Regions from separate parts of the Strix aluco genome. Here all the other regions are linked to region 1. Evidence: chromatin contacts called from public Hi-C data. All regions are on one chromosome and are shown on one strand. The core of a region is the stretch at or near the end of the contact, and the rest is flanking DNA. Distances in the headings are between cores, read along the strand shown. Region 1 holds the start of HBP1 (HMG-box transcription factor 1). Region 2 holds the start of DUS4L (dihydrouridine synthase 4 like). Region 3 holds the start of PIK3CG (phosphatidylinositol-4,5-bisphosphate 3-kinase catalytic subunit gamma).

The links. Hi-C and Micro-C count contacts between places; a contact is called where the count stands out from the background.
Region 2: a contact with region 1 is called in a Hi-C map of heart, with 5 times the contacts expected there. The contact joins the promoter of DUS4L here to the promoter of HBP1 in region 1.
Region 3: a Hi-C map of brain shows a contact between it and region 1, with 4 times the contacts expected there. The contact joins the promoter of PIK3CG here to the promoter of HBP1 in region 1. A contact is called at or near these places in 2 of 2 Hi-C or Micro-C datasets (brain and heart).

Annotation. Positions count from the first base shown.
Region 1 is chr5:73,444,036-73,447,645 of bStrAlu1.hap1, reverse strand. It overlaps HBP1 (HMG-box transcription factor 1), which reads left to right and starts at 1,704. Exons shown (of 11, transcript XM_074827784.1): 1 at 1,704-1,891.
Region 2 is chr5:73,228,743-73,232,352 of bStrAlu1.hap1, reverse strand. DUS4L (dihydrouridine synthase 4 like) reads left to right here and starts at 1,903. Exons shown (of 13, transcript XM_074827794.1): 1 at 1,903-1,986; 2 at 2,668-2,802; 3 at 3,048-3,169. The coding sequence starts at 2,693. It overlaps COG5 (component of oligomeric golgi complex 5), which reads right to left. Exons shown (of 22, transcript XM_074827780.1): 2 at 712-851.
Region 3 is chr5:73,605,543-73,609,152 of bStrAlu1.hap1, reverse strand. PIK3CG (phosphatidylinositol-4,5-bisphosphate 3-kinase catalytic subunit gamma) reads left to right here and starts at 1,911. Exons shown (of 12, transcript XM_074827797.1): 1 at 1,911-2,109.

The DNA.
Region 1 (3,610 bases), core at 455-2,954:
GAATGGAGGCATCTGCATATACAGGTCTTCTGCCAAGACTCGATCTGGAAATGCAGGGTCTGCAGTAAAATTCATTAAAAACCCCTGAAGCTGGAGTCTCTCTCCAAAGAGCCTAAAGGCTGTTTAGATGTATAAGGAAGATCAAAAGAGAAAGGGGAGGAAGGAACACAGCTTTAAAGTTAATTTTATTGTGGAGTGGTGTAAAAAAGATGATTCCTGATTTACCAGTTTTCAATTTATTAAAAAATATATTTTAGAGAGAGGATGTCATGAAAGCTTCCTTATATGAAGATCTATCAGTTACTTAGGAAAAGCCTGAATTCTAAACATAGGAAAAATCAGAGCTTGTGGGATGTAGGGTTAGACAGTTGATGTTGTAATAAGCTGTCTAGTCGCTTAATAGTTGAATCTCAACATTAATTTTCAGATTTTTCCTGGAGGCATTTGTTCGAATAACTTTTGTGTTTTCAAACTGGGAAAATGATCTGTAAAGGGTTGGTTTGTTGTGCAATTAAGCACAGAATATTTTTAGTTAAATTCCATGGCATTGTTTTTTCTACTATTTTTATTATTTTTAAGCTAAACTTGCACATATATATATAAAAAAGTAATAATTTCCAATTCACACTGCAGAAGATACTGCATGTTTTTGAAAGTAATGTCTCTCTTCAAACAGTGCCCACAGATGACAATGACTCTACTAACAGGCAAATTATTACTTCTTGGAAAAGCCAGATCTTAAACTGATGTGCTAATGAAATCTGCATACCGAGTGTGATGCTAAGTACAATTTCGATGTGTATGATTTAATTTTTTTTTTCTTTTCAATTGCATTACCCTTGTAGACCTGTGGAAGCAATAAAACCAGCATTCCCTCTAGTGGCCACTAGCAGCATGTTTCATGGGACACAAAGCTTGCAGAGAACTCTAAATACGGAACCATTTCAATCTAAATTGTAAAGTTAACTTTTGCTTATTTTCTTGCACAACTATGTTAGCGTGCCTGAAAGTCAGAACTGTTGTAGGTAGCAAATTACAAGAAAAGCTCTGATACAGGATTTAGGACACATTCACATGATTGGGATGATGCTGAAAATAGGGTAAGGAAGAAATGTTTTTCTTGGAAAAATCCCAACAGTTGCAAAATCTTGAAACCCTCCATCAGTTTCTAAAATCGTATCGATTATTTCTGAATTCTGCCTGTATTTGCTTTGTATCGGATCATGCATAGCGATGCATTTCATGAGGATTTGGCCTCAGATTAGGAGTCCATTCTTCTCCCTGCAGTCTGAGGTACTGTGTTGAGGCAACTCTTGTAGCATCTGTAGTCTCATTTCTCTGTCAGTAACACAGCTGTAATGTCTAAACAAACCAGGTTGGTACTTTGGCAATTAAATGTATGGGAATGCCTGGGAAACACTAATGGACTGATAAACCATTATTTTTTCCCCAGCACCTTTTATTTTGAACCTAAGCCACCGTGAATGTCTTTTTACTGAAACGAAACGAGGGCAGGGGCTGGAGCCGGGAGCAGGCGCAGCTGCTGACTCATTCTCTGACCTTTAGCAACTTCCTTTCACCTCTGCACGCCGCAGCCTTTATTTGGCGAAACGCGAGCGCGGCCCGTTTCGTAACAGCGTTTCGGAGCGCTGATGAATGGTGGTAAATCAGGAAAGGTGCCGGGCACCCCCGGGCATCGTTACAGGCCGGCACCAACCTGGGGCCCAGTCCCCCTCTCCGCGCTGCTGCCGTGAGTCAGCGCCCCGCCGCGGAGGCCGCCGCCATCTCGGGGCCCGCGCCTCCCCCGCAGCGGCGACAGCCAGAAGCGTCCTCCCGCCGCAGGAGACCGGGGAGGCCGCCCCTGCGCTGCCTCCCCCCGCGGCAGCACCAGGTCAGGCAGCGCCTCTCCGCGCTTGGGTTTGCTGCGGGGTGGGGGGCCCTGCCTGCGGGCAGCCTCGCCGCCGGCGGCCGGCCCCGCAGCGCAGGCCCTGGCGGAGGGCGGGGGGCTGCGGGCCGTGGCGGCGGAGGCGCGGTACACGTGTCCCTGTGACTCTTGTTTACTATCAGCCGAGCGCCGCGCGGGGCATCCTGGGGGCTGTCGTCTTATCGCGTCCAAGTTGGCAGGCGGTGGCGGCGGCGAAGACTACAGCTCCCAGAATGCATCTCGGCGAGCCGGCGGAGGCATTGGCCAATCGGGGCGCTGTCTGGGGGTGATTGATGTGCGGCGCGGTGCAATCTGCTACGCAGGAGAGTCAAAACATGTCCGCCCTCCGGGCGGGTTCCTGATAGGCAGGTCAGCCAGCCAATAGGAAATGGCTGCGGCTTGAGCAACGTCGCCTTCGACCACTCGGCGACCAAACACCGCCAGACTGGGGCGGGACTCCATTGTGGGGAGGAGGCGGGGGGGGGAGCCGAGGGGAATTTGGTAATGGCGACGGGTTTGGTAAGTGCTATAAAGTTTGGAGCTGCCGCTTTTGGGGGGCTGCGAGGCCCCGGCGGGGGACGGGCGGGGTCCGCCGGGCCAGAGGGGAGCGGCGGCGGCCGCAGGCCGAGCCGAGGAGGCCGTTGGGTCCTGGCTTTTGGCGGCGGTGGGAGCCTGGACATTGTTTACTGGGCGCCTTCCCTCACCGGCCCGGCGGAGCCGCCACCCTCCTGCACTGCTGGGCTGACACCCGCGGGGTGCGCGGGGCCGCCGGCCCCTCTTGGGGTCTTCCAGCTGCGGCGCCAGACCGCGAAAGCGGGGGAAATAGAGCTGGTGTGTGTCCCCCCCCCGCTTTTTTTTTTATCCCCGGGGAACGCCCGCCTGCCCCAGTCTGTCAGAGCGAGGGCGCTCTGCCCCGCCGCGGGGAGCAGCGCCTGTTTGGGGAAGGAGGAGGGGGGGAACTTTTAGCCAGGTGAGCCCCGCGCCGGCACGGTTGGCGGCTTCGCCCGGGGGGCAACAGCGGGGTCGGGGGGGGGGGGGGGGGGGGGGGCGCTCCCGCCGCCTCCCCCCCGGGCAGGCCGAGCTGTTACGCAGTTCTGAATGAATGGGGCCTTGCGCGCATGCGCGGTGCCGGCGGGCGTTTATAAACAAGGGCAGCGTCCAGGCGGGATCACATGACGGGCGGGAGGGGAGGGGGGAGCGCGCTCCGGGCGCGGCCTCGGCCCAGCCGCGGGCGCTGCGGGCCCGGGGGCTGCCCCGCGACGGGACGGGGGGGCAATGGGAGAGGGTCTGTCGGGGGATGGGGTCCCCTTCGGCCGCCGCGGGTCACATACTGATGCGTGCTCACGCACCTTTAATTCCGCTGTAAATATTTTCCTTGTGTGATGAAAGTGATGTTTGTTGTGCGACGGGCGTTCACATGGTGTGGGGAGGGCAGTGCTTCCTCCGCGGCCCTCCTGGGGAGGGGGGAGACATCCCGTGGAGCTGGGTAGAAGGTACGGTTCGGTCCGTGTAAAGCGAAAAGGCCGTCTGGACAGAAACATGAATCATGTTCTGTGCTCATCTGAGGCTGTGTGTGTCTCTGCAGCCTTTTTCTGGCACAGCTGTGCGAGTCAGGGATGTGGAGCAGGATCCATGATCAAAGCAGCTGTGCCAATAAAGTCTCTGGTGTAGATCCAGTCTTGCCAG
Region 2 (3,610 bases), core at 654-3,153, 220 kb after region 1:
AAAGGTAAGCTTATTAATAACACAGTAATAATGTATATTCACATTTTAAATAGTTTCTTTTCTATTTACAACATTTAGAAACTAGTTCCCAAAGAATTTACTAATTGGGGCAGGGAGTGGGAGGAAGCAGGTTCTGAAACTACACACAAAATTAGCATGAGTTCTCACTGCAAGGTCCACTGTGGATTTGTGGTGTCTGCATAGATTTTATCAAAAAGCCTTCTACTATCCAAACTCAAAAGCCCTTCTAAAGGTGTGGAGGTGTGTTAACATAGCTTATATTCGCCCAGCTAAAGGTAAGCCTTAGAGCCAAGGCTACTCTCCAGCACAGGGTGAAAGGGTGCAAGTTAAACCATTCCCTATCTTCTCACAATTGTCATCACAAAACACAGGCCAGAGTTTCTGATAGCTGACATGATAATTTGGAGTCAGGGAACATCCTTACAAGGAAGAGTGGAACCTCCATCCATACAGAGATTGGCTGCAGGAACTGAAAGCAAAGCAGTATGTGGCTTCTTGGTAGGAGCATTAAGTGTGGGCTTGACGGAGTTAAGTGTCAGATTCACAACTCATTTTGCTGCAAGCTGTACCTTTAGTTACTGCTTGCAGAATACACTGGGCAATTTCAGAAGCAACAAGATCTTAAGATTACTAAACTTTTGACTACTTTGTATCAACCACTCCAGAATAACAGGTATGCTTTAAACTTACTTGTAAATGAAGCTCTTTATCCAACTGACTGATACCTTGGGCAAGTTTTGCCAGTTGCTCAGCTATCACAGCCTGATGGATAGACTGGGAAGTATAAGCTTTCACATCAAAGTCTTCTCTGAAGAAGTCAGCATAACATTCTGAAAAAGATTTAGATTTTACCTTCATACTTCAAAACAGTTTAATAATATTTATGGACCTAAAGCATACACTTCTCTGACTTTCACATTCTACAAATGTAACAGCATATGTTTGCTACATTGCATAATATACACGAGACACTGATTTGAGAAGAGACCACAATCAAGAGAAACAAGTTTGGAGCTGATGACTGGGGGGAGTGGCGTGGGGCGTAAATGGTGAAAAAGACACATGTTCCTTTATTCACCACAGCCTCTTCTTGAGTAGAATACACTAAAAAGTATCCATATCTTCTTCTTCAAACTTTACAGTGTAAGCAGAGTGAGGCCGTTGAGGTTGTACCATAATCAAACACACACCAGCCACCTTCAAATCACTGAGGATCGAAGTGGCATGAGAACAACTTCATGAAATCATCACAGACTCTTACAGCGGTATTGGCTGTAAATACTAAAATAAGAAATGATACTGCAGTGATGACTCTGGATCAAGTTCCGAGTTTGCAGGCAGCGCACGCTGGTATTACCAAGCACCTTCGTCTCCCCCCTTTCAGTGCCCTTTTTTTTTTTTTCCCCCCTTTAGGAGCAACCGACCACAGGTGAACACGCCGCCTCGCCGGACCGCGCCACCAGGACCCCCCGCCAGCGGCGGGAGCTGCCCTCCCCGAGGAGGGGGAGGCTCAGCGGCAGTCCCCAGCGCCTGCCGTCCCTCGGGCGCCGAAACTTTCCGTGACTTGACAGCACAGGGGTTCACCGGCACCTCCTCCCTGGCTCTGCCCGCCCAGCCCTTGCCAAAGACCCTCCGTCTTCTCAGGGCCGCCGGCGACCCGCGACGTGGCCCCGCCGGCGGGGTCACAGTCAGGCGCTGCCCCTCGCCCGCGCCGAGCGAGCGGCGCGTCCCCGCCCGCCCCGCCGCCAACGGCCGCGCCTCACCGTCCGCCAGCAGCTCAGCGAGGGCCGGGGCCGGGGCCGGGGCCGCGCCGCCGCCCGCCCCCGCCTCCTCCATGCTGGCAGGTGCCGGGAGCCCGCGCGTCACTCCCGGGCGGCGGCGCGCGGCGATGATGGCGAAGGAGCGCGACGGAACGGGGCCGCCCCGCGGGCGGGCGGCGTTGGCGGCGGGGCGCTCGCGCACGTGGTGAGCGCGGGACCGGGCCGGGCGGGGGCCGGCAGCGATCCGGGAGCCCGGCGGGGACCAGCAGCGCGGCCTGGCCGCAGGGAGGGGCGGCGGCAGCCGGGTGTGCCGGGGCGGCGGCGGCGGCAGCGCGGCGCTCCTCGGGCCCGCGCCCCCGGCACCCGGCAGGCACCGCCGCGCGGGAGCTAGCGCAGGCCGGGGTGGTCGGGCCGCAGCCCCCGCCGTGCGGGGAGAGGCGGAGGGAGCTGGAGCGGGAGGACGAGAGACGCCGGGCCTAGGCTGAAGCAGGGGCGGTGCTCGCTGGACGTGGGGGGAGACTTTCAGCGTAAGGCCTGTGGGGCAGGGCAGGGGCTGCCCTGACCCCCGAGACCGGCCTCGGAGCCGGGCCTGCGCTGCGGGGCTGGGCTGGAAACCTCCTTCCCACCCTGAACGGTCTGTGCCGCAAGGAATGAAAACACGAGGGTGTTACGACGAGGGTACTATAAATTACAGCGGGACGCCGGGCGCAGGGCCGGTGGTCATAGCTGGTGGTGGCAGAAGGCTTGTTCTGATGCTGTGTCAGTGACAGACTTCTTGCGCGATGCTTTACCAAAGAGCAAGTCCAGTTTAAGCTCTAATGCTTTGCTGCGTGGCGTATGAGAAATAGCTGAATTACTTACACGCGAACACTGTTTGTTTTTTCAGATGCTAAAAGAATTGTTAATTATACATGATTGGTGACATCATAGAAACTAAACAATGCCAACTAAAAGATCCCATGGATTTGTTTCATTCTGGGCAAGTTGTAAAAATATGTGCCCCTATGGTCCGCTATTCAAAGTAAGTAACTGTCATGTCAATTATATTTTCAGTGTATTTTCTCTGAGGAAGTTTATCTTGACTGTAAAAACAGGGATGATTACCTTTTTTCTCCTTTATTTAAGATGGAGATAGACATGGGACATGTTTTATCTTACGATTATGCTCGGACATCCCCAAAGTACTGCATGTCAGAACAGCATTTTAGAATAGCTAATCAGAAAAATTACTTTACTATTTATCTCTTAATTTTCATGTGTCTGCAGGTTGGCTTTCAGAACCTTGGTTAGGAAATACAGTTGCGATTTGTGCTACACACCAATGATAGTGGCAGCTGATTTTGTGAGATCTGCAAAAGCTAGAGACAGTGAATTTACAACAAACAAAGGTATTTTTTTTAAGAAACCATTGTCTTGTCAGAATGTTTTATGTGGTGATAAACCAAATTGGCCAAGTGAATGAAGTCTGTCACACAACTTGACCTCCGTTAACAGTTTTGTTATATCTGATTGATTGTAAAACCATAAAAATATTCTAGGTGAGAGTAAGCACATTCCTGTAATAGTGTGTCAAATTAAATAGTGGAAAACCTTGTCTCCACCTGAAATCAGGGCCTCCAAACTGATTCAGATGTGTGGTGGGTTGACCACACATAGCTGGCTGGCAGCTGTGTACCCACACAGCTACTCACTCATTCCTTCTCCACTCTGCCAGCAGTACAGGGAGAGAATGGGAAGAGCAAAAGCAAAAAGAACTCATGGATCAAGATAAAGTCAGCTTAATAAGTGAAGGAAAGAAGGAGAAAAAACCAAGTGATGCAAAGGCAATC
Region 3 (3,610 bases), core at 662-3,161, 160 kb before region 1:
AATGTGTCATTTGCTCTGGCTGTAAATTATTCCCTCTATAATTGTCTTTTGACAAATGAGCCTTTTTTATTCAGCTGCTCAAATCTCCATATGTTTGTGCATCCCCAAATAAAGTCCATGGATTTTAACGGGATTAGTCGCCAAACTGGCTACACTTGTGTTCCTGGAGTGATCCATCTGGGGATCCAGCCAACAATGACAAAAAAAGGCGTCCTATTTTGATAAGGTTTTTTAATCTCTTTTAAAGCATTCAGTAATACACATGCTGTGCAAAGCTGAACTTCTTTGACCAATATTACCCATTGTATCCGGCAAAACCAAGCATGAAGTGAGTGAGTCTTCACTGTGTTTCCCCTATGCTGCACACACACCACGTGAAGGTTGTTAAAGGTTTTTGCTTTGCTTTCATCTTCATAAAAAGGAGAACTTGAGGCCAGTACAGAGTTATGATTTCTTATAGCCACAGTTCAGTGTAATGTATATTCATTTTGAAACTCCATGTTTATACAATAGTTTCTCAATTGCTTTCTGCTTCAGGCTGCTATTATGATTCTTGATGTTGTTACGCAAATGATTTTTTAAGTCAAAAGAAATCCACTGCTATAATGACAATTACTTTTTATAATAGCACCTGTATGAGTGACATACTAGTTATTTCCTTCTGATATTTTCTTTCTATGGAAGTTAATAATGTGTACCTAGAAAAATCAAATTCATTTTTACAGTCTTTGTGACAGTCTATGGTCTGGTAAAGCACTCCCCGAAGATGTAACCTTTGGTCAGTGTGGCTTTCAGGACAAGTGTGCGGGCTCCGTGCCATACAGGGTTCACCTGTGAATCTCATTGCAAGATCAGGGGCAAAAAAGGTCTCAGCACACTCATGGAAAGAGTTTTGCTGTTCCTTCCAAAAAAGAGCTGCTGAGATACAAACAGTCAGTTCTGTTCAGAGCCAAACAGCCAGCAGCCAGGGTGGGGAAAGAGTGGCGAGGGGGAGTTGTTTGTTTGAATTGGAAGTGAATGGTTATGCCTGAGCTGCATTTGGAGTCCTGGCACCGTAAGGCTGATGAATTAATCCTCCTGCTGTGGGCAGCCTTGGCAAGGCCTTAGCTGGAGTACTACTATGTCCAGTTTTGTGCAGTGCCTTCCAAAAACAACGTGGCCCATTTGGCAAGAGCCCAGAAGCAACAGGAATCCCAGGAGGTCTAAGGAACATGACCTAAAAGGAGAGCCGGGACTGCCCAGTCTGGAGATGGGAAAATAGTTGGAAAACAAGAATACAGCACCTTTGAACAAAGAGTAGGTAAAAAAAAAAAAAAAAAAGACAAGAGGCTAAATCTGCAGGAGCAGACATTTAGTAAGACAAAATGAAAATCTTTCCAAAGGAGAAGGCCACTGCGTGCTATTGCTGACTGCCATCACCGGGATTTTTGAGGACCGTTTAGACAAACTGTGTCCTCGCCGTCGCGTGGGGCTGGCCGGGCAGCCCCGGCTCTGGCTGCTGGCCCTGCCGCGGTGGTGGCCACTCCGCCGCAGCCTGCGGATGGGCTCGCCAGCCTTCGGGGCCCCTGGGCGATGAACACCTCTTGAAGATGCTGCCAGAGAGGTTTTGCTGCCAGTCCTGACACCAGCACCGGTCCTGCGTGCTTTGTGCTGGCGATTAAACCACACGGAGGCTGCGGTACTTTGCCCTAATGGTGGCTATACCCCCACGCCGGCTGATGTGGTCGTGCCGGGCCGACCCGCTGCCTCCAGGCGGCAAGGCCCGGCACCGCGCTCCGCAGACCCGCGGGGCGTCCCGGCCCAGCGCCGGCCCCTTCCCCAGGCCCCCGCCTCGCTCGGGGGAAGGGGCCCGGCCCCGACGCCCGGCCGCAGCGGCGGGGGCTGGGGCCGGGCGCCCCGGGGCCGCGGCGGGGCCGGACGGCGGCGGCCGAGCGGGGCGGGGAGGCCCCACAGCCGGTTCCCTCTTTGCCCGGCGCGTGATTGGCGGCGGCTCCGGAGCTGCCTATCGCCGGCCATGGAGCCTCCCCTCCGGCCCCCGGCCCGCTCCGCTTCCTGCTGAGGAAAGCACCTGTCCGGAGCCGGAGCCGGGGCCGCGGCCGCGCCGCTGCGGTGAGTAGCTCCGTTCCGGGGGCCGGCGGGGGGGTCGCCGGTGGCCCCTGCCCCAGGCCCGGGCTCGCAGGTGGCGGCGGGGGTGAAAGGCCGGGGCGGCGCGGCCCGGCTCCCCGCGGTGGCGGTGGGCAGACCGGCCCGGCGGGCGCGGCCGCGGCCCCCGGCTGCCCCGCCGGGCTGGGCGCGGCGAGGTTTGCCCTCATGCGGCGAGGACTCCGCTGCTGCTCCCGCGGGCGCTGCGGGGCGGCGCGGCCCCGGCCGCCATCTCGGGGCGGCGGGCGGGCAGGGCGGGCGCGGCCTGCGCGCCCCGCGGGTGGGCCGGGTGAGGGGGGCAGCGCCGGCCCGCCGCTCCTCGCCGCGTCGCGCCTCCCGGGCCTGGCGCCGGCGAAGCGCTTCGGCCCGACCCCCCTTCCAGCAGGGCACGGGCGACCGACCGGAGTCAGCACGGCCGCCTCCAGGGCAAGGGCTGAGCCCCCCGAACGCTGCCCGGTCCGTCGCTCCCCACGGCCTCGGTCCCGGCTCGCGTCGTGGTCCAAACAGGAGCTGCAGGTTTGATGCAAAACCTGCCGAGGAAACTGTGAGTGTGTAGAATAAAACAGTGCAAAGTGAAGGATCACGCTAGACAGTGGTAGCTGTTCCCTCTGGTCTTAAGATCTGTAAGTCAGCTCAGCTACAACATCATTTTGAAACAATAAATAACTATTTCCTCATCCAACAAATAATAACCTCTTGTGTCTTTCTGATATGTGTAGACCGTAAAACCTTCCCCCACTGCAAATGCTCTGAAATAGTAGCTGAGGGCATTCAGGAGTTGGTTGTCAGTGGAGATTAGATCACACTGCTAAAGATCAGTATTTGAAGAACCGGGCACAAGTTGAAAGGACAGGCAGTATCCAAACGGCGAATGTGTCCCTGCAGGAGCCATAGCTGAGATGTCCATGTTTTCAAACTCTGTGAAGTGTTGGTTTAAGGGTAGATCACCATCATTTGTATAACTCCAGTTAACTAGAACTTTGCCAAAATTCTTACCTAAATTTTTGGAACCAGCTAGAAGTTATTGTTCCAGAAGCACCCCTAAGTAGATACCTTGTGTAGAAACCAAAATACACGAATGTCTGTAGTGAAGGCAGGGAGGTCCTGAAAATATTACAGCTGTAATAGCAGGTAGATTGACCGTGCAGCCTCCCGGCACAGATGTTCTGCTGATTAGTACACTTTTTGATGAAGAATGTGACTGTATTAGCAGTGACATTCTGTGATGATGATGATGAAGTTTACTTGGAATAGGAAGCTGCACTGATTTAATTCCAGTGAGAGCTAGTAGTTGCTAGAGGATTTGACAAAAGAACTGAGCGAAGCAGTTTTTGTTGTTGAGTTCATGCGTAACATGTTAGTGCTGTATCTTGCCTGCATAGTTCAGCACTGGATCACTGTAGATGTAGGGAAGATGTATTGTACTCCTGTCCAGCAAGTGCAAAGCGGTCTCCTGTTACAGGACAAT